Linked DNA regions of Mus musculus: region 2 is linked to region 1. A link is a contact called in public HiChIP or PLAC-seq data. All regions are on one chromosome and are shown on one strand. Each heading gives the region's core, a stretch centred on a gene start, on an enhancer-like site or on the middle of the called end of the contact. The rest is flanking DNA. Distances are from core to core; before and after follow the strand shown. Region 1 has its middle 23 kb from the start of Gm51605. Region 2 has its middle 9.3 kb from the start of Gm45805.

Evidence for each region. HiChIP or PLAC-seq counts read pairs in DNA pulled down with a chosen protein or histone mark.
Region 2: a contact with region 1 is called in a FOXA1 HiChIP or PLAC-seq map of pancreatic cancer cells. The contact joins two enhancer-like sites. A contact is called at or near these places in 5 of 484 Hi-C or Micro-C datasets (bone marrow-derived macrophages, cerebral cortex, nephron progenitors and 1 more), 7 of 115 datasets of contacts at active chromatin or transcription factors (the HPC-7 cell line, embryonic basal ganglia, fetal liver and 4 more) and 1 of 9 other capture datasets (embryonic stem cells).

Annotation. Positions count from the first base shown.
Region 1 is chr8:126,521,589-126,525,128 of GRCm38.p6, forward strand. No RefSeq gene overlaps it. Among named protein-coding and RNA genes, the nearest start is that of Gm51605, 23 kb to the left of the region's middle. Within about 2 kb of position 1,598, at least 130 of the 459 cell types and tissues checked have an H3K27ac peak or open chromatin away from gene starts, as enhancers often do. A contact at or near this core is called in pancreatic cancer cells and trophoblast stem cells, where this site is marked.
Region 2 is chr8:126,765,900-126,769,439 of GRCm38.p6, forward strand. No RefSeq gene overlaps it. Among named protein-coding and RNA genes, the nearest start is that of Gm45805, 9.3 kb to the left of the region's middle. Within about 2 kb of position 1,977, at least 65 of the 459 cell types and tissues checked have an H3K27ac peak or open chromatin away from gene starts, as enhancers often do. A contact at or near this core is called in pancreatic cancer cells and trophoblast stem cells, where this site is marked.

The DNA of each region.
Region 1 (3,540 bases), core at 348-2,847:
GAAGGGGGGGAAACAAGTTAAAGGTCATGCAGAGAGGTTGCGCTTGAGAGAGCAGCAACTACAGAAAATAAAACTAAGACACAATGTGATAGTTTGTGCATGCTTGGCCCAAGGAGTGGCACTGTTGGGATGTGTGGCCTTGTTGGAGTAGGTGTGGCCTTGGAGTAGGTGTGACACTGTGAGTGAGGGCTTTAAGACCCTCATCCTAGCTGCCTGGAAGCCAGTCTTCTCCTAGCAGCCTTCAGATGAACATGTAGAGCTTTCAAGCTCCTCCTGTACCATGCCTGCCTGTACTCTGCCATGCTTCCTTTCCTGATGATAATGGGACTGAACCTGTAAGCCAGCTCCAATTAAATGTTGTCCTTATAAGAGTTGCCTTGGTCATGGTGTCTGTTCACAGCAGTAAAACCCTAACTAAGACACACATCATCCCTCCAATAAGTCCCCACTTTCTCTGGTGTGGTAGTAAATGTTTATAATACCAATCTGTGGGAGAGCTAAGGCAAGACAGGATGATCAGGAGTTCAAGATCACCCATGGATGCTTAGTGAGTTCCAGATCAGAGAAACAGCCAATCACTCACTCAGTCAATCAATCAATAGAGTTCCAGGGCATGCTGGATGTATGTCCACAGCTTTCCCACATACTCTTGAGCCATGTTCACTATCCTTCCCATGCTGAAATTTCCACAGTGAGGTCTCCTTGGAGGATGATCCCAGCCCACATCAGAACAATATGTCATGGCTTACAGAGATGTCACATAATTCTATATAACGAACTTTTTGTGGCCGTGCTGTGAGGGAAGGGATTTTGTCCTCATTGCAGAAGTCAGGGCCTAGGTTACGACATGGTGTCAAGTTCAGTGTCCCTTTCTAAGTTCTGGGCTTCTTTGCACTCTTCTAGCTTTTCTCTCCAGGGAGGAGGGAAACTGAGTCACAGCCTGGAATACTGACTTGGTAGAATCTCATACTTTGCCTTATCCGCTCTTAGATCATCTCAGAGTTCCGATTTAACAAATTGTAAAAGTGTGTGTGTGTGTGTGTGTATTCACATGTGCACGAAAGAGAGAGAGGGGAGGAGGGAGAAGAGGAGGAAGAGAGAGAGTAAGCATGCACATATCAATGCATGCACACATGGAGGTCAGAAGCCAACAGTGGGGGTCTTCCTCTATCACTGTCTATTGTATTTTTGAGGCAGGGTCTCTCAGTGAACCTAGAGCTCAGTGATCAAGCCAAGTGGATGGTCAACATGCTCCCCGGACCCTCCTCTTCCTGCTCTCCCAGCCCCAGGACTACAGATGTGTACCACCATGCCCAGCTTTTAATGTGGGGCTGTGTAACTGAACCCAGTTCTCATACTAGCTCAGCAAGTTCCCTACCAACTAAGCCATCTCCCTAGCTCCAGGGCGCATGATCTCTCAAGTCAACCAAACCCTCCAGAAAGCAAAGAGACGGAGTAACTGTGGAGAGCTAGGGAGAGTTGTTATTGGAAGACGGTGCAGACGCCTGCTGGAAGCTGAAAGGACCACACTGTACTGTCTCATCATGTGCTAATACAATTATCTCATGTTGGCTATGAATAATGCGGTTCCTGGGCTTCTGAAGAAGAGGCGTGGGGCTGCCAGCCCTTGAGAATGGCCCTGGGCAGAGTCTGAGTAATGTAAGCCCGTCTGAATCACAGGAGAGGACCTGCCGGTCTCAATTCGGGATCAGAAAACACATGATGCAAACATTGCCTCGCTGAGCCCTGGAGGGAGGCACGCAGAGGCAGACCCTTGACGAGAGGCCTGGAAGCTTCTCTCTTGCCTGCTCTCCCTTTAACCAGCTTGGCACCCCTTTCCAGGACCATCTTCCACTTGAAAATCTGCCTGTGTGGCAGGCACTTTCACACTCTCTGGGGCTTTGAGCCAGACCTCAAGGATCTGTGGTATGTATGCCTGCAAGCTGGGGCTGTCATCTCAGGCCCATGGAGGCTGGAGCTGAGCGAAGAGGTGTGTGCCTGTAGTGCCTCAGGAGGCAGAGGCAGTTGGATTTCTGTGAATTTGAGGCCAGCTTGATCTGCATAGTGAGTTTTAGGACACTTAGAGCTACATAGTGAGACCTACAAAAATAAATAAATAAATAAAACAAGAAACAAACAAACAAAGCCAGGATGACTGAGCCAGTCTCAGATCCTGATGGCTGGCATTAGTGAGCATAAACCGAGCCATTGTGTCTCAGCCCTCTTCCCTCCTCCCTCTTCCCTCCCTTCTCCTCCCTCCTCTCTCCTTCTTCCTCCCTCCTTTCTCTTCCCTCCTTCCTCCTCCTTTATCCTTCCTCCCTCCTTTTTCCCTCTTCCCTCTTTTCTCTTCCCTCCTTCCTCCTTTCTCTTCCCTCCTCCCTCCTCTCTCTTCCCTCCTCCCTCCTCTCTCTTTTGTCCTCCCTCCTTTCTCTTCCCTCCTCCCTCCTCTCTCTTCCCTCCTCCCTCCTCTCTCTTCCCTCCTCCCTCCTCTCTCTTTTGTCCTCCCTCCTTTCTCTTCCCTCCTCCCTCCTCCTTCCTCCCTCCTTTCTCTTCCCTCCTCCCTCCTCTCTCCTTCTTCCTCCTCCTTTCTCTTCCTTCCTCCCACCTTTCTCTTCCCTCCTCCCTCTACCCTCCACCATATTCTCATATCACATGTAACTGCTTTTCTGCTCTCACTATTAGGCAGTCTCCATGATTCAAGCCATCCTTCCTTTCTAGAAGTTCCAGGAAACACAGCCGCCTACCGCACATTGCACTTATGTGATTCCAACTCAAGTTAGAAGCCATTTCTCCCAGTTCAAGGAAAGTTATGAACTTGGCAGCCTCAGTGGAAACACACATGCACGTGCACGCGCGTGCGCTCGAGCACACACACACACAGAGTTACCCTCAGTCGAGTCACACACACAGAGTCACATACACACACCACATACACACACACACACACACACACACACACACACACACACACGGTAGTGAATTATGGATTTGCAGGGAGTGTTTCTCATTTGAGTTGTATGTATTTCACAAAACCCAAAGAAGAATTAAGCCCAAAAAGCAACTGCTCAGAGAGAGAGAGAAACTTGCTTGTAATTCATGTTATGCATAATGGATTTGGCAGGCCTGAGCACAGAAATTTCCAGAAGTGTTTGCGTGGCAGTGGTTCTTAGCCAATGCACATTTTTTAGCTGTCCTGGCCAGCTGCCCAGCCTGCAGAAAAAGGCTTGTATCTCCACAAGCTTGGCTGGCCCCGCTGTCGAGTTTCCAAACGGCATGGCGGCGTCCGATGAGCTTATTCTTAAATGCCAAAAAAACTTCTGCTACTTATATTGTTACTGAATACGAGATGCACTTCCTAAGAAGCTGACAGAGCCAAACCTTAGAGTAATCAAATAGCCTGTCATTAACGTTTCCTACAAACAACAGAAAAATGCAGCGTGGCACCAGATCACTGTTTCTCTTTGTTAGCTTTACACCCTATTCCCGGAACCCCACAAGTGATAGGAGCAGGAGGGGCAAGGAGGCAGATCTCAGCAGGAT
Region 2 (3,540 bases), core at 727-3,226, 240 kb after region 1:
GCATAAACACATGTACCCTTTGCCCTAATTATCCTGCTTCCTGGAATTTGTCCTTCAGTTGCAGCAGCAACATGGAGGAAGTGCCCAGGTTTACATTTTGCAGTAGCAAAAGATAGGCAGCAGAGCAAACACCTATGGATGTGTGATGGGTGAGGTCGATTTACTGAGTGGCCATAAATAAGATTCTCTAAGACTGTAAAGATGGCATCTTGATATGCCACACTGATCTGAAAGATGTCCGAGACCGGCAGCTCGGTGAACAGAGCAAAGTCCCAGTGTTCTTCACAGAACACTAACTGACGTCAGCCTAACACAGGTGATTTCACTGTGTCCTCTGAGCCATCTTCCATCATCCTAAGAGACTGAGTCTGTCCATTTCTGTCACAGAAAGTGAAGAGAAAGGAAAAGGTTTGTGTGCATGCACTTACTCACAGACAGACAGACAGACAGACGACACTATGAAACTAGAAAAGGAGCTAAGTTAAGGCTCTCTCTACCAGTTCCTCATGGTAGGTTTATCATTACCATTTAATCAGTACCAGTCCCTGGATCCTACAACTGACCATGGAGAAAGGAGGCTTAGATTGAGGAGGAGGACGAGGTAGACAGGAAGGCCCAGGACATCCAGAAGGATCTCTACACATGGCCTGACTTCTGCTCATTTGCAAGTCATGAGCTCAACAGAAGTACTCCTGTGCTTCAGCAAACAGAGCCCGTGCCCACTTCCAAATGACATCAGCCACTAGCAGGGACATTTATTCAAGCCAACCTCAATAGATAGCGGGACATTTATTCAAGCCAACCTCAATAGATAGCGGGACCTTGTGATTGCTGAGGAAAGAGAAGACTTCCATCCCTAGAATATTCCTCTTCAACCACCAATGTGATGGCAAGTCTGCCTTGACCTGCCTTCCTTGTGGGGTAAGTTTTCCCCTGGTTTATAACTGCTGAAGCATTATGTAGATTCTTGCTTCCTTCCATCATCTGTGGCTCTCCCAACCTCAGGCCTCAGATGTTTTACCCCAAGAGTCCTCTGGTCACAGCTTTGATTTTTTTCCCTCTGTGGAAGAGCAATGCTTGTTCAGACACTGTGAAACAAGAAGACACACATCTGACACCCGCAGAAAGAAAATAAAAACAAAAAACAAAAAAACACCATTCCCACAGTGCTTTTAGCTTCTCCCAGGATTTCTCCAATGCTACCAAACCAGGGCATGTGTTGGAAGTCAGCAAACAGTTGCTTTGGGGAAAAATGTTTGGACTGTTGTAGCAGACTGGGGGAAGACTTGAGCAGCAAGGGTGTAGGTACCAGGTCTTCCCAGAGCCTCCAGTTCTCATCAACTCTCATGGAGGAAGCAAACAGAGACTCTCTGATAACACTCCAGGGCTCTTGTAGTGATCTAGAGAGCGTGAATGTGGAGTGACTAGCAGAGAGGCCTTGGATTTGATCTCTAGTCCCAGGATGCACTGCAGAGGCTAAGCAAGGACTCCCTTCCCAGGGATCCTGGCAGCATCTCTGACCCCTTGGAAAGGCTTCAATGGCAAAGAGCTACAGGCTGAACATGATCACAAAACCATCCATCACCTCTGTCCTCTCTCAACCAATCTGGAATCTTCCCATGACAGTGTCTCAGCCCGGACTTCCGCAAGGCTACCTCTTTTTCACAATTAAGGACTTCAGAAGAAATGATTCTGGGTGTGACTCATATGCTCTCTCGGTGACCAAGAAAAGGACTAGAGGCCCTCTGGTGCCAGTGACTCACACTCCTCTCAGGAGCAAAGGGCTCTGTTATCTTTTTCCTGATATTTTGAAAATGTTAAATGTCTACTTTATCAAGACATTGCCATTTAGAGCGGCTAGACCAGAAAGAATGGTCGCAGTGAGTCTACTGGAGGACAGGACTATCCCTCACCAGACACACTTGACATTCTACCTCAGGGGCACAGCTTCTACAGGGCTCCTCTGCCCGTGGCTCATGAACCAGAGCCACAGCCACTCAAAGAGGGACAGTTGGTTCCACACATCAGCCTCTGCCTCATGCAACTGAGGTTGAAGAACTCCTGAAACAGGTAGTATACCTCCTGAGCACTATGGCCTTTCCTGAAGCTACCAATGCCCTCCTTCTGATGGAGTTGACATGTGTCCTTCCCATTACATCAGCACCTTGAACAAAAACAAAAACAAAAACAAAAACAAAAACAAAAACAAAAACAAAACAAAAGATAAATTCTTCTAATCCAGGAAGACTCCACTGGTGATATCAGGAAGGGCAGGTCTGCAAAGTCCCCAGTGTAGAGTGACACCCTCAACTCCTTCCCCTCATCTCACAAGTCAAGAGCCCTTCACCATCAACCCTGGCACCACCACCCCCCCCCGAGGCTCACTCAAGTTTCACTGTGCAACTGAATCAGACTCACAGAGCAACCCTCACTTGCCATTCCTCTGAGCAGAGCAGAAGGGAAGAGACGCCTCCCCTTCACACACCCCTTGTTCAGCTGACGCACACTCCGTACCTGCTGCCTTCCAGACCATGCTTCCACTATGGCTGCCCTGACGATGCTTAGTGAAACTTAATAAGGCTCTGCTAGTCCCACTTCTTTGACAAGGAAAGCCTCCAATTCACTACCCCTCATTAATGACTAAGACCTGCTCCTTGTGGATCCTAGATCAGATCTATACTCACCCACACACTCCCGCCAAAATCCTCAAGAAAGGGGGGGGGGTGCCATGCAGTGGTTTCAGTCTGATAATGTGCCTTCCTGAAGGATCATGTGCTGGGGACCTACTGGCCAGCCATGATGGATCAGAATCACCTGGGAGACAACCCTCTGGGCGCACCTGTGAAGGATTATCTAGAGCGTGTTAAGGGAGGTAGGGAGAGCCAGACGCTAAGGGCTGAGGTTCTGGACTGTATGAAAAGAACAGGTGTATCTTTAAACCTCCACATAGGTATGATGGCATGTACATTATGTGTGAGCATGCACCTATGATGATGATGATGATGCTAATGATGATAACAGAATAACAGAAACAATACATGTTAAAGGGGGAAAGTGGTCTGAGCACCACGCATCCATCTCTCTCTGCTTCCAGATGGCAGGTACACTGTGACCAGTGGCCTCAAGCTCCAACTCTCGTGCCTTTCCCCTCCATGATGCGCCTTAGAACTGTGAGCCAACATAAGCTCTTCCTTCTTTAGGTCACTTTTTTCCGTATTTCCTTGAAGCAATGGAGAGTAATACCACAGGTGACCGGCTTTGGGGAAGTGGTTACAGACCCTGTCTTAATCGATGACTGATCTCTTCGTGGATTTATAATTTGATAGTGCGAATGGATAGTGGCAGAAATCAGGAGGTGGGGTCTGTTGGAGAACGTATGTACATACGTATGTCACCGGATGTGACCCTTGACCTTCTCTCTCTGCTTCCTGGCTGCCCTGCTGTAAGCGGTGTTTCCCTGCTGCCTTATTCTGGCGCTATGCTCCCCCCAAACACGCAGCTGAAATCAATGGAGCTGGACATGGAGTTCCGTCCACGAAA